Linked DNA regions of Mus musculus: regions 2, 3 and 4 are each linked to region 1. The links are chromatin contacts, called in public Hi-C and HiChIP or PLAC-seq maps. All regions are on one chromosome and are shown on one strand. The core of a region is the stretch at or near the end of the contact, and the rest is flanking DNA. Distances in the headings are between cores, read along the strand shown.

The links. Hi-C and Micro-C count contacts between places; a contact is called where the count stands out from the background. HiChIP or PLAC-seq counts read pairs in DNA pulled down with a chosen protein or histone mark.
Region 2: a Hi-C map of the N1E-115 cell line shows a contact between it and region 1, with 2.4 times the contacts expected there. The contact joins two enhancer-like sites. A contact is called at or near these places in 1 of 15 datasets of contacts at CTCF or cohesin (large pre-B cells), 3 of 484 Hi-C or Micro-C datasets (the N1E-115 cell line, bone marrow-derived macrophages and epidermal suprabasal cells) and 3 of 115 datasets of contacts at active chromatin or transcription factors (bone marrow-derived macrophages, large pre-B cells and pancreatic cancer cells).
Region 3: an H3K27ac HiChIP or PLAC-seq map of large pre-B cells shows a contact between it and region 1, with 11 times the contacts expected there. The contact joins two enhancer-like sites. A contact is called at or near these places in 1 of 15 datasets of contacts at CTCF or cohesin (large pre-B cells), 2 of 484 Hi-C or Micro-C datasets (bone marrow-derived macrophages and liver) and 2 of 115 datasets of contacts at active chromatin or transcription factors (large pre-B cells and pancreatic cancer cells).
Region 4: a contact with region 1 is called in a Hi-C map of bone marrow-derived macrophages, with 20 read pairs. The contact joins two enhancer-like sites. A contact is called at or near these places in 4 of 484 Hi-C or Micro-C datasets (bone marrow-derived macrophages, embryonic fibroblasts, pancreatic cancer cells and 1 more) and 3 of 115 datasets of contacts at active chromatin or transcription factors (bone marrow-derived macrophages, large pre-B cells and pancreatic cancer cells).

What each region holds. Positions count from the first base shown.
Region 1 is chr4:56,220,901-56,224,329 of GRCm38.p6, reverse strand. No RefSeq gene overlaps it. Among named protein-coding and RNA genes, the nearest start is that of Gm42291, 93 kb to the left of the region's middle. Within about 2 kb of position 2,114, at least 165 of the 459 cell types and tissues checked have an H3K27ac peak or open chromatin away from gene starts, as enhancers often do. A contact at or near this core is called in the N1E-115 cell line, bone marrow-derived macrophages and uterus, where this site is marked.
Region 2 is chr4:55,694,875-55,698,204 of GRCm38.p6, reverse strand. No RefSeq gene overlaps it. Among named protein-coding and RNA genes, the nearest start is that of Gm12511, 120 kb to the right of the region's middle. Within about 2 kb of position 1,279, at least 9 of the 459 cell types and tissues checked have an H3K27ac peak or open chromatin away from gene starts, as enhancers often do. A contact at or near this core is called in the N1E-115 cell line, where this site is marked.
Region 3 is chr4:55,583,862-55,587,323 of GRCm38.p6, reverse strand. The region is part of intron 1 of Gm12506 (a long non-coding RNA gene); the gene reads right to left. All of the region lies in intron 2 of Gm12511 (a long non-coding RNA gene), which reads right to left. Among named protein-coding and RNA genes, the nearest start is that of Gm12511, 14 kb to the right of the region's middle. Within about 2 kb of position 1,308, at least 28 of the 459 cell types and tissues checked have an H3K27ac peak or open chromatin away from gene starts, as enhancers often do.
Region 4 is chr4:55,622,084-55,625,145 of GRCm38.p6, reverse strand. The region is part of intron 4 of Gm12506 (a long non-coding RNA gene); the gene reads right to left. Among named protein-coding and RNA genes, the nearest start is that of Gm12511, 52 kb to the right of the region's middle. Within about 2 kb of position 1,620, at least 77 of the 459 cell types and tissues checked have an H3K27ac peak or open chromatin away from gene starts, as enhancers often do. A contact at or near this core is called in bone marrow-derived macrophages and uterus, where this site is marked.

The sequences.
Region 1 (3,429 bases), core at 865-3,364:
GTCCAGCTGCTGTGCTGAGTTACCTTAAAGGCTCAGGTGGTGACAGCAGCGTGTTCAATGACCTGGATTTATTTATTGCCTATTTTTATTGTTACAACCTGGCCATTCAGTGTCTGGCTCTCAGGGTGACCTGTGGACATAATAAGAATCCATCCCAAAGGAAATATTCTCAGTCAACCAGCCTGGTTACTCTACATGGAAATCAGTTGAGAAGAACTAAAACTCTATCTTTGCTTTTCAGACCGCACTGGGGTCGTGTCTACTTTGGTATTTTCCTGTGTGGAAGCCTCAGCGGAGTTCTGTTCCTTCAGGATTCTACCTCCATGCCATGTTGACTCTGAAGGGAAGTTGAAAGCAGTCTGTCAAGGTCAGTGGTACACTTGTCAGCCATTAGTCTGGGACAGGGTAAGAAAAGAAGTGCTTGATTGGCAATGCTTGGTTATATTTTGGTGGAAGTACTTTTGTGATAGTGTATTTCAAACTCCCAACATGTGAATGTATTTGCAGAGTTCCTGGAAATATGAACTCTGCCTCCACAAGCCTTCTCTGTCAGTCTCTGGCACACCTCTGAAGCTCTTTGAAGAGAGAGAGAGGACTAGAGTTGGGAGAGGTGGTTAATTCTGCTAAAAATACCAGACTCTCGGGAGCGGGGGAGATACAGTGTTTATAAAGCAAAACATGAGGTCCTGCGTTTGATCCCCAGACCCCACATGGCCATGGTTGTTTCTTTGTAACCCCAGCAAAGGGGAAGCAGCAGTGATAGATTCCTGGGACTTGCTGGTCAGCCAGTTTACCTATCTGGTAAATTCCAGGTTATTGAGCTATCCTGTCTGAAAATACTGGTGGACAGCATTCTTGACAGACAGCACCAATGTGGTTCATGTCATGTTGATTGTGTTGTTGTTCTGTTTTAGATAAAGCTTGTCCAGATTGAATATTCCCAATCTGTTAATGTTTAGCTTACAATACAGGACTCAACAGAAGTGTTCTTCCAGGTGGGGACCAATGTGTGTCTATGTGTGGGCGTGCATGCTCCACGTGGAACATGGAGAAACAACAAGATTCATGTAGAGCACTGGAAGAAGCCAGGCCAATTTAAACACAGGTCATCCTGGTCTTTGCTACAAATCTTGATGGGACTCTGAAGTCCTTTTCCAGATCCTTAGAATCTTTTTTTTCTCTGTTTTTATTAGGTATTTTCCTTGTTTACATTTCCAATGCTATCCCAAAAGTCCCCCATACCAACCCCCCCCCAATTTTGGCCCTGGCGTTCCCCTGTACTGGGGCATATAAAGTTTGCAAGTCCAAAGGGCCTCTCTTTCCAGTGATGGCTGACTAGGCCATCTTTTGATACATATGCAGCTAGAGACAAAAGCTCCGGGGTACTGGTTAGTTCATAATGTTGTTCCACCTATAGGGTTGCAGTTCCCTTTAGCTCCTTGGGTACTTTCTCTAGCTCCTCCATTGGGGGCCGTGTGACCCATCCAATAGCTGACCGTGAGCATCCACTTCTGAACTTAGAATCTTAATAAACAGGCTTGGAGAAGTGTTGAGAACAGGGAACCTGATGTGAGCTTAGCATTAGCATGTTCTGATAAAGCTACTGGAACAAAGTCAGGGCTGCTGGATGCCTTAGGGACTAGAGTCTATGACGACATGGGGCAACCACTAGGTGGGGCTGTGGCCGAGGGGACTCCAGGGTTTCTTTTATGTGGGTTCCAGTTTCTATTTCCTTATTCTCACTCTCTCCTTTTCTGTTCTTCTCTCTCCCTTGCTGCTTATCCTGTAGCTGTCTTAGCTGAAGAAGCCTGGGTTAGCCACCTCCTTGTGCACTGATCTCTACAGCTTGCTATAGCAGGGACCTGGGGCCTCAGCCTTCTCCTGTAGGCTGGGACACTGGGTGGAATGCTCAACTCTACTCTCCCCTGCAGTTTGTTTTGTTTTGTTGTTTTGTTTCGATTCGTTTCTTTTCTCTTCCAACATTCTCAGCTCCAGTCTTCAATCTGAAGATGGATAAATAAACAAATCGAAACTGAAATTGAACATTGGCCCCAAAGTGAGGACATCTGGGAGGCTTTTAGGGAAATGTACGTGCTTGCTGGGTTTCCGGTTACATATTTTATGTTGCCTGGTAACAGAGCTCACAGTTCACTTTCTGGCTTTCTTCTCCCCCATCCCCTGTTTATAGTGTAATTACTGCCGTGACTTCATAATCCCCCAGTGAACAGCTGTCAGGGGGGCCCAACTGCTGAATAAACAGGGCTATACAAGCTCTCCTCCACTGGCTGGTTTACTAAATAGATCAATATTTGGTTTGTAGGCAAAGAGATTAGGAGGTGGAAGTGTCTTTTGAAAAAGTCTGCTGGCTTCCCAGGGCCTCCCAGCACACCTGAGAATGTGGGAAAGAAAAACCAAGTTCATGGAGGGAAAAAAAAAAGGCCCATCCAAGCCTTTCACCTGCTGGAGACTTCCCAAGGAGCACTGTGTCTTTAGGAGGGCATCCTCTTCAGGAGGCATCTTAGGCTCTTAATTCTAAGTCCTAGAGAATTCTATTTTCTTCTTCCTCTACCTCCCTACCTCTCTTTCTGTCCTGGCCCGATCACATCCTCTTTAATCTTTCTAAATGGATATTATAGCCTCAGGGACTCCAAGAAGATTCAAGGATAAACAGGAGCTAAGCCCCTGAAATGCCAGGCTCCCTCCAATGCCATCTTCTCCGCACAAAAGCCCTGGTTAGAAATGCCATCAAGAGAGCAGCCTCTGAGGGTTCTTTGTCAAACTCAAGGTTTGTGTGACCCTCTGGGAAAGGGTTCTCTTGACCTTGATTTTTTTTTATGTGTAAGGAAAGGGCTGAAGGGCAGGGGGGCCCTGCCTGAAGTTTCTGGAGCCTTACAATCTAAACCTCTAGGCTGGCTGGCTCTAGGACCTGGGGCAAGTCCTTTGTGGATTTGTGCTCACACAGTCTGGGTCTAAAGGCTTCTTCCAGGTAGGAGTGAAGCAATGTCTAACTGAACAGAAGAGAGTTTACTGCAAAGGCCCAAAAGAGACTGGGAACTCCACAGAGTTGTCCTACCTTCCATGTGGAAAGGGGAGAGTTAACCTATTACTGTGATCATCAAAGGAGACAAAGGATGAATGGAATTTGCCTAGATTATGGTCTCTTTAAAACTAGCATTGTTTAATTTCTCCTGAAGCTAAAACCACAGTGAAGAAAGGCTTGGTTAAAAAATGGGACAGAAAGAGGAGATGCAGAGCTCCTTTTCTGTGTACAACTCCAGTAGATCCAACTTCACAAAGACAAAGGCACTGCACTAATTCAACTTGAGACTTAGCTATTCAGTGTCCTGGTGTTTCATCGTATTGTCTAGATACATTATGTCCCTATGTTGCAAATAATTGATGTTCAGAGGTCATCAAGACTGTTGTTGA
Region 2 (3,330 bases), core at 30-2,529, 530 kb after region 1:
GCTTGCATGACACTTACTATGTAGACCTGGTTTTGAACTTGAAAGCCTGCTATCTCAGCCTCCCAAGTACTGACAATAGATGTGAGCTACCACGCTTGATTTAAATTTTCTTTTTAAGGATGGTAAGCACCCAAGTATACCCAGGGAATCCACGTATCTAAAATCAATACTTAAAACCTCACCTATCTCTCAAAGCTTCCAGACAAACTCCACTTAAGCTATAAACACCTCAGGGTCTTTCCTTATTGCATATTCTATCTTGAAAATTTCTGAGTGGCCCCAAATGAACGCCAACTTGTCTATCACAGGGCCTGGGGGAGGAGGGGAAAGATGCTCCCACGAACACTCAGATCTGAATGTCAGTTTTGCTACCTCTTAAGTACACTACCCTGAGCAATTGCTTAATCTTCCCCTGCTTTAGCTTCCTCAACTGTGAAATGGAGATAATATTTACTTCACAGTACTGCTGAGGGAATTCCATACAATCATGGGTGTGAACCTGCCCACCTGATGACTGGCACAGGCAGACAGGCTTTCTACTTGGTTTTCAATTGCTCAACAATTTAGTCTTATATAACCCTACAAGTTCCCTTGACCCTGACAGAACTTATCCTGCTTATAGGTGGACACATTTGCAATTTCCTCATTTGTTTTCCTTTGTACCCTTCATGTTTGGCAAGCAGATATCGAGAGCCCATCACACGGGAAACTACTGTGCAAATGAGAAGAAATCGACTCCGAGTTACTTCTTTTATCTTTCGAAGAGGAGGATGCGTTACAAATTTAAGTCAGTTTAGTAATCCAACCGAGGGTGTGTTTGCCTCTCGATCCCTGTCTCCTGCTGTCCCTATTGAATCCGCCCACTCCTCCATCACATACATATTTATTTTCCAACGAGTTCTGAAAGATTTCCAAGGTAGAGCAAGAAACAGGGAATGCAGCTGACGTCTGCCTCCCCTGGGGATTATGTCACTCCTTGATTTAATTTGTCTTGACATTTTCTCCATTGTACTTTCTGCTCCTCATCAGAATGCACCCCTCTTGGAAAACAAACGTACTTATAGACTACTCGGGGCAATCTTGAAGATGGTTGTATATGTTCATGTGTAAAGTTCAACACACGCACCCAAGGCCCTGTCCCCTAAGGGACATGCCACGTGAGCATGAAGTCTTGTCTTACCTCCAATATTCTCTGCAAGGAACCTTTGCAAACCCCACTCAGGCAAGGTAGAGAAGAATTTATTTTCCATTTTTAAGCCATGGGCAATTTTGTTTGCTTAAGCTTAATTGTTCCCGGATACTGGGAGGGTGCAGAAGGTAACTCTATGTTTGATTTTAGTGACATTTTGGCATTGATTTGACATCCTAGCTTTAAAAAAAAGTTAATAAAACACATATATGCAAAATAGGCAGTTTGGACCACTTTTTGTCATCTTTGTTTTACTGAAAAGATAAAAGGTTCTGTCATGGAGATGAAATGCAGATAAAACCCAGCTGTGTTTCCATGGCCTTTCCTAAGGGGACTGGACATCACAAGGAAGCAGGCTGGAGTGGAATGGACTCTCATTTGAGAAACAGCAGCTATGCCCTCAGCTTGGCAGCCAGCCCAGGGGAGATTCATCCTCTCGCTGCTCTTCCCTCTCCCTCTGGCTCCTCAGGCCTCATTCTGAAGACTACCTTGTTTCTCCACTGTTTGTAGGAAAGGCTTCTGGCAAAGTGGAATGATTCTAGGGTACATCCCCCCACTCCCCAACTCAGGACAGTTTGAAACAGCAGAAGAATGGGAGCTTCAGAAATTCAGTGACACCCACTGTGAGGTAACTCTTGAAAGAATCAAATCAGATTCCCTTGAAGTGAGAAAGTCATCCCTTCCCTCACTCAGCCTGCTTCCTTAGATGTTTAGTCAAACCTGTATACCCCAGGGGCCCATGTGCCTTCCCTCAGCCCTCATCACAAACCTTCTTCTCCATGAGGTCCCATTAGTTCTGCTCGCTCTGAAGTTTCTTTTCCAGGATCTGATTTCTCATCCCTCCTTTAAATGTTGGTGCATCCCTGGAATCCATTCCTGGACACTTCTACATTCCTGTATCTTATCTCCACCAACCACACCACATACACACACAAACTGGTGACTCTGGCAAGGAATTTTTTAAAAAGTGGGGGGGGGGGGGACAAACTCTGAACCCTGTGAGAGTCTCTGGGGTAGGCTGAGGGTATGGTCCAGTTGGGAGAGTGCTTGTCTAGCATCCCTGAAGCCTTAGGATTTAATCCCCAGCACTGCATAAACCAAGCATGTAATCTCAGCACTGAAGAGGTAGGGGCAAGAGAATCAGGAGTTCAAAGCCAGCCACTACTACATAGTGAGTTTGAGACTAGCCTGGGCTACATGAAGAAAGGAAGAATCTGAAGGCAGGGAGGGAGGGAGGGAGGGAGGGAGGGAGGGAGGGAGGGAGGGGGGAAGGAAGGAAGGAAGGAAGGGGAAGATAAAGAATAAAGAAGAGGAGGAAGGGTGGGAGAGAAGAGAGAGGAAAGGAGAGGAAGAAAAGGAAAAAAGAATCAATATACTTTGAAGAAGCAAGTTTAATTTTATAGTTTAGTATCTAATAAAAGAAAGAAATGACTGTTGTTTATAATACAAATCACTGACATTGAAGCTTGACAGTCTCCTTGTTGATAGAGACACAGAAAAATTCCCCTGGGCTGTGGCCATGTTCACCAGACAATGTGTGATTGGCATGCAGAGGTTAAACAACACCTGCTTCCAGTAACTTCCCATACACCCACACTTTAGAGATGCCTCACACTGGCAACATCTTACACTCTGTCTCCAGCCCTGATGTCCCCATGAGCCTGCTATCCATATACAGATGCTTCGGGGCTGTTTCCACTTGAAAGTCTCACACCTCACAGATCTGAAAGAGATTGGCACCCTCTCCACACCTTGTTCCTGTCTTCAAGTGGCACCCAACACCCAGGCTGGGGGCACGGGTGCGTCGTTCATTCTTGATCTTGCCACATAATGGCCAACACTGATACATCCTCTCTATCCATTTTCTCTTCTCCGTCACAGCCTACACTGATCATTCAGGCCTTTCCTCCGTATGATCTTAGAACCTGGATCCCCAGCTTCAAATCCCCCTTGCTTTTTTCCCACACTATTGGAAAGTGAGCCATCTAAACACATGTCTAAGGTCACTCACACAGTCCCTTGATTATAATGCTCTGGTGGTTCTCTTATATAATAAAGTTTCACACTTGGAGCCAGCAGGATTGCTCGATGGGTAAAGGCTTTCTGTGCAAGCCTGATGAGTTGAGTTCGGTCCCCAGAAA
Region 3 (3,462 bases), core at 59-2,558, 640 kb after region 1:
GGAGAAAGCTTGCCTACAATGCACAAAGCTCTGGGTTCCATTCCAGATTGGAATGGTGGTTCATCCCTCAAGTCCCAGCCCTTGATAGAAGGAGAAAGGACCATCTGAGGTACAAGGTCTTCCTTGGCTACATAGCATATTTGAGGCCATCCTGTGTATATTTACATTACATATTTGAGACCTTGACTCAATTTTTTAAATTAAAAACAGGAAATTATGCCAAGTCCCTACTGGTTTTGACTGTATTCACTCTGGGCTAACTACTTTACATGGCTATAACAAAAACTAGCTAGTTATTTTTGTCTGATTTGTTGTTGGTTTTGTTTTACAGTGTGTAGACCAGGCTGGCCTCAGATTGCACAAGTATTTGAGGATGACCTTGAACTTTGGATTCTCCTGCCTCCATCTCCTGTGTTCTGGGGTTATAGGTGTCACTACCACACCATCTTAGTGTGGTAATAGGATGGGAACTCAGCATCTAATACCTGCTAGGGGAGCACTCTGCCAAGAGAATTCCATTAGAAGCCCCTGAACTATCTCATACCATAGCACTATTTAAAGTTTCCAAAATATCACATACAAAAGAAAACTATTCAGGCTAAAAATTTGCATAGTTCAGGGTTTCTTAAAAGCTGCTGCTGCAAGATTCCGGTACTTGTAAGGCCAGCCCTAGCATTTTCGTGGCTGGAGGATCATGGTGGTCTTTTCTGAATTCCCAGAAATAATTAAGTCAATGAATGGAATTTTCTCAAATGTAAATTCTCCCATGATCCCCCCCTCACCCCACCCCCAACCTCTGGCAACTGCCACCACACTTCTGCTCACAGATGACAAGAATGAAGACTTCACCAACAGTCACAGAAACCGCTGGGGCAGCTGGTCACAGCCTAGGAGACTGTGTTTGTGGTTTTCAGCCTTTACCACAGCATGGAAGGCAGTCATATTTTCTGCTCTCAGAATCACTTCACGTCCTGTGATGGAGCAAACAACAGTCACTCCTGACCATTTCCCATGGGCATCAAGATGGCAGTTGCTGAAGGCTGCCCTCTGTAGAGATGGGAGCTAAGCTGAGCCCTCCCGCACCTTCCTTGGGTTTTCTTATGGATGAGAAAAACCCAAAGGGTGACATGTGTAGGGGCTGACAGGAGAAGCTACAGTCTTCTTAGATAGCTGACACTTAGTCTGTGCCTTGTCTGATGCTTTTCCTGACAACAGCCACACAACTCCCAACCCCAATCATCCCTGCCCCCATACTGGCTTGAAGAAGAACTACTTAAAACTTTCCTGGACTCGGGAGATGACTCAGTCGTCACCTTTGCAAGTGTGGGGATCTGATTCAATCCTCAGAGCTCACAGAAAACTACTCGGTATGGTGGTACTTGTAATCCAGGTGATGGGGAGGTAGATACAGGAGGGTTCCCAGGGCTAGCTGGCTAGTCAGTCCAGCCTAATTGGTCAAGGAGGGGCAGCACGTCAAAAAGAAAGAGAGTGGATAGTACCTGAAGATGAGACTCAAGGTTAGCCTCATGCCTCTGCACACATGCACATTTGTACATACTTATATGCATAGTGCATTTTTAAGTTTTTCATTAAAATAAAAGTATTTTTCTACTCCAAGGATAATCCAGGTACCCATAGACTCAGCAAGTCTCCCGCCACATCACCAGTATGTTTGTTAGAAATTCAGGTTGCCAACACATCCTACCCACAAGGGATTAGAATCTGTCCTTTTATAAGCTGACCCAGTGACCTGCAGTACCCATGCTTTGAGAAGCTCTAGGCAGAGCTGGTAACGTCTTCTGTAGCTTCCCTATTTGTAGAGAGCAAACCCAACACAGTCATCTGGTCCCAGCCTTCCTACCTAGTCTCTTCTGAATGAATTCTCACATTTTCCATTCTCTGAAGGCCACAAAGCTATGATGGCTTGTATATGCGGGCCAGGGAGTGGCACTATTAGAAAGTGTGACCCTGTCGGAGTAGGTGTATTACTGTGGGTGTGGCCTTTAAGACCCTCATCCTAGCTGCCTGGAAGCCAGTATTCTGCTAGCAGCCTTCAGATGAAGATGTAGAACTCTCAGCAATTCCTGCATCATGCCTGCCTAGATGCTGCCATGTTCCTGTCTTGATGATAATAGACTGAACCTCTGAACCTGTAAGCCAGCCCCAATTAAATGTTGTCTTATAGGATTTGCCTTGGTCATGGTGTCTGTTCACAGCAGTCAAACCCTAACTAAGAGAAAAGCCTAGCTGTTTCTGTGCTCTACTCCCTATCTGATACCTTTCCATAAAGAGTGACATTATACAAGTCAGGTCACATCTTCCTCCAGGAAGCCCTCTAGGATTCTTCTTAAGACACTTTCCACTTCTCTGTTCCACTAATTTGCAGGGTGTGTGTGTGTGTGTGTGTGTGTGTGTGTGTGTGTGTGTGTGTGTGTGTGTGTAAGTGTCTGTGGCTGTATGAGTCTGTATCTATGTATCTGTGTATTTATGTTCCTGTATTTATCTGTGTGTGTCTGTGTGAATCTCTATGTGTGTGTCTGTATCTGTGTATTTCTGTGTGTATCTGTGTGTATATCTGTGTGTGCGTGCGTGTGTGTGTGTGTGTGTGTGTGTGTGTGTGTGTGTGTGTGTACATGTATGTACCCTTCTAGGCACCAACAGCCTCATGTGTACTCTGGTAGACACTTACTCCACGCTTACTAAGTGGATATGAATTAATGAATTCCCTGCTAGGGATTATTGATTAAATTTTCTGCACCCCTATAATCTATAGATTTTTGTGAATTCAAATTTTTTCTGTGTGTATTGGTGTGTGTTAGGAGTTCTGGGAGTTGAAACCAGGGCCTCCTACTCTTTTTCACTTTTTATTTTGATTGGTTTTGGTTTGGGGAGACTGTTTTTGATTATTTGTTTGCAGACAAGATCTCACCATGTAGTTCTGGCCTAGAACTTGCCATGTAGATATGCTATTTGCCACTGCCCACTTGCTGAGGGCTAGGGTTATGGTGTGCACCCCCCACCCGGAGTCTCAATTTTTATTTTGAGAGAGGGTCATGAGAAACTGCCCAGGGTGGCTTTGAACTTGTGCTACAGCCTGGATGGGACTTGAACTTGTGAACTTTCCATGTGGTGGGATTATAGACACTGAGGGTAGGTCTCTCCTGGATTTAGACAAATCCATACCTCTGTGTCTGCTTGGGTTTGGCCCTTTGATCATAAGTGGAAGAAAAACTGGTTCATAAACATTGCAAGGCTCCATCCACAGGTATGAAGATTCTGGAGGGAGTCTGGAGTTTTACAAGCTTCTCAGATTCTGCCAAGATGAAGCTAAATCTGGTAGTGGCTTCCTTGGGCTCGTTTCCTCCCAAGCCCATGGCAGGGATTGGTGTGAGGTAGGAGAAGCAGCTTGGTATAGGATCAAAGGATGCCCTCGCTCTCCAGATTACACACAGCAGGACAGGC
Region 4 (3,062 bases), core at 371-2,870, 600 kb after region 1:
ATTTTCTCACCATACGAAGTAGGTGTGTAGTCTTCCCTTCCCCCAGTTCCTCCGTAAATAAGGGGCTAGTGCTATCTGTGAAATAATTTATGATCCGGTGTGCTCCATTGTAAATGGCTGCTGTGTTTGCCAGCTACACCCCTGAGCACACTGACCTTCGCAGGTGAGCTCTGTGTTTATAGCACAGAAAATTGTTTTACTGCTGAAGCCCAGGCAACTCATATACCGGACACCTGTCAGGAGGGAGAGGGGGATCAATCACTCTGTGCTTTCAGGAAGAGGGATCCGCAGAGGAACAAGGTACCCCTCGTGTGGCCTAGCCAGGTCAAACAAACTACTAAGTACACGGTCAAGTTTGGGCCGCAAGAGACATCCAAGTCCAGGGTGAGCCAACTCAACACTCCAGGCCGGGGACTGAAGGCCAGAAGGCAGTCTGGAGACTCGAGAAGTCTATCAGTTCTGCCAGAAACCAACAAGCTGGAGTCCGAGGCAAGCATGCAAATAATGCCAAGGACTAAGGTGGAATAACCTAGATATGCTGGGAAATATGGCAGGCCAGGAACAAAAGAAAGATGGCGGCAGGAGCCAAAGGTCCAAAGCTGCACATCCACCCTGAGGCAAAATGAGAGGTGTCTGCAGTGTACTCAAGAAACAAAGTATGTACTCAAAAATTGAGTGGAGTGGCAAGGGCAGGGCTGAGGTAAAAAAAAAAAAAAGCATTCGTTGCCTTTGACTGTACAGCTCAGTCTAAGGAGGAAACTGTCATTGTCATCACCATCATCATCATTATCATCATCCCCACCAATACCTCAGTATGTAGATTTCAGAGAGGTTTGGAGATGGAACAAACACCCCTAGTAGGATAATTACGGGGCTGGGGCTGTACCTCAGTGATAGAGATCACATCCATCAGGCTCTAAGTGTAAGCCCTAATACTTCCCTTTAAAAAAAAAAAAACAAGAGGCAGTGTTGAGAGGGAGATGGCTTAACAGGTCAAGCCTGACAGCCTGAGTTTGATCCCCAGAACCCACAGTAAAAGGAAAGTTGGTCTCTGACCTTTACATGAGCACGGGGCATGTGTACATTCACACCCACACGCATGAGTACACACTCAACAACAATAGAAAGCTTTGAAAGATTTAAAGAGAGATTTACTAAGCATCCACGTGGCTTCACGGACTCCCTTTTGCTAGTGAGGCAATCAAGTCTTCACCAGACATTTAACAGGGCCCCTGACTTAAAAACAAAACAAAAACAAACAAACAAACAAACAAAAAAAGCCTCTTGAATTTTGAACCACAAGATGAGGCCTACACCGACCGAGAACAGACAGAGGTATACAAAAGAGCAGAGATAAGGGCTAGATCTATCGCTTAGTGGTAGAGCACATGCCTCTCTTCCATGAGGCCTAAGGTTCAATTCCTTTCACTATTTAAAAAGAGAGAGAGAGAACAATACTATACTTGGAGGAGTCCTTTCCTTCACACAATGATGAAATCAAGGACAGGACACAGTTTCCTCACACGGAGGCCCTGGAAGAAGGCTTCTCTCTCGGCCCTAGGCCTAGTCAAATGAGGAAGAGTCAAATGGGCTGGCCTGCAGTTGCCCAACACCCTGGGCCTCTGGGGAGAAGGAAAGAGGAAGTTAGCCATTGTGTCCAGACCAAGTGAGAAGCTTAGTGCGTTCCATGCCTGGTGTTTTCAATTCTGGGCCTTTGAAGGACATTTTAATTTTTTAATTGAAAAAAAAATTACAGTTGATGATCTGCCAGTTCCTCACACACACAATTATCACTGAAGGCCAGACCCTCACCACCTTGTAAATAAACAATAAACTGAGAAGACCTGAAATCAGTGAGGTAGAGGTTTTTTCACCTGGGTCCCTGCTCCCCTGACTATGCTCACATCAACACTGATGAAGCCTCAGACGAGATCTTCACACCATAACCCAGAGTCTAACCCTGGGGCTAGAACATCCTGACACTTGTGGATATCATATCGACTTGTAGATCTGACTACTAAATAATGATACAGAGCATGAGGTAGCGTTCAGAAGTTTCTAGACCCCTTGCCTAGCACTTGCAAGCCTTGGGTGCTATCCCACTCTGCAGACACATTCATCTCTATAACAATGGAAGAAAGACTAGCAACAGGACATGCGAGAGAGAGAGAGAGAGAGAGAGAGGAGAGTCCAAAGTGGATGTGCCTTGGAATCCTAGCCAGCAGAGAGCTGAGTATTCTACTGGCAACAACAAGGCAAGGTGACATTGGCAAAGACCCTGAAGGTCCCAGAGCCAAGCCACATGCCACTCACTTCCAAGTCTCGCTGTTCTCCCATCCCCCGGGAGGGAAGTGTGCTATAAAAGAACACAGAGCACGGAAAGAGCTCTCCCCTGGCTTGTTCAAGACAGAAAGAAACAAACTGAAGTCAGGTTGATCTCTGGAGACTCCAGGTCTGTGGGCTGAAAACCCCCTGGTCTAAATTTACCCTGATCATTCACTACTGGGGCTGTGACAAGGCAGTTACTTAGTGAACATTTGCCAAATAAAACTCACCTAATAAACAAGGTGCATGTGGCTTTGGATGCAACCCAGGGAGTTATTACAACCCCTAAAGAAGGGAAACACTAACATCCAACCACTCATTCTTTACTCCATACATATTTGATGAGCATCTGTCATGTTGCAAACTATGTGTGACACACTAGGGAGAAAAAGCATGGGACATGCTAGACACGGTCTCCAACCCCCCCACAGGCTTACAAACCAGTAGGAAAGAATGAAGGTAAATTAAGAGACACCTAAGATAAGTATAGATTATAGTAATGCTATGAAGAAATAGGCAGGGGGTGGAGTAGAAGTTATTGGTGAGGGCCATTCGGCTGGACAGCCAGGGGAGCTTCCGAAAGGGGGTCTTTCAGGAGCTGAAGGGTGGGAAGAGGAAGTGCCATCCAGGCCAAAAAAAGGAACATGTGGCTAGACTAGGAAGGATTCAGGACAGAAAAGAAAGATGCGAGAGGGAAGACACAGTAGATATGGAGGTTAACTGTCTAAAGGTGCACA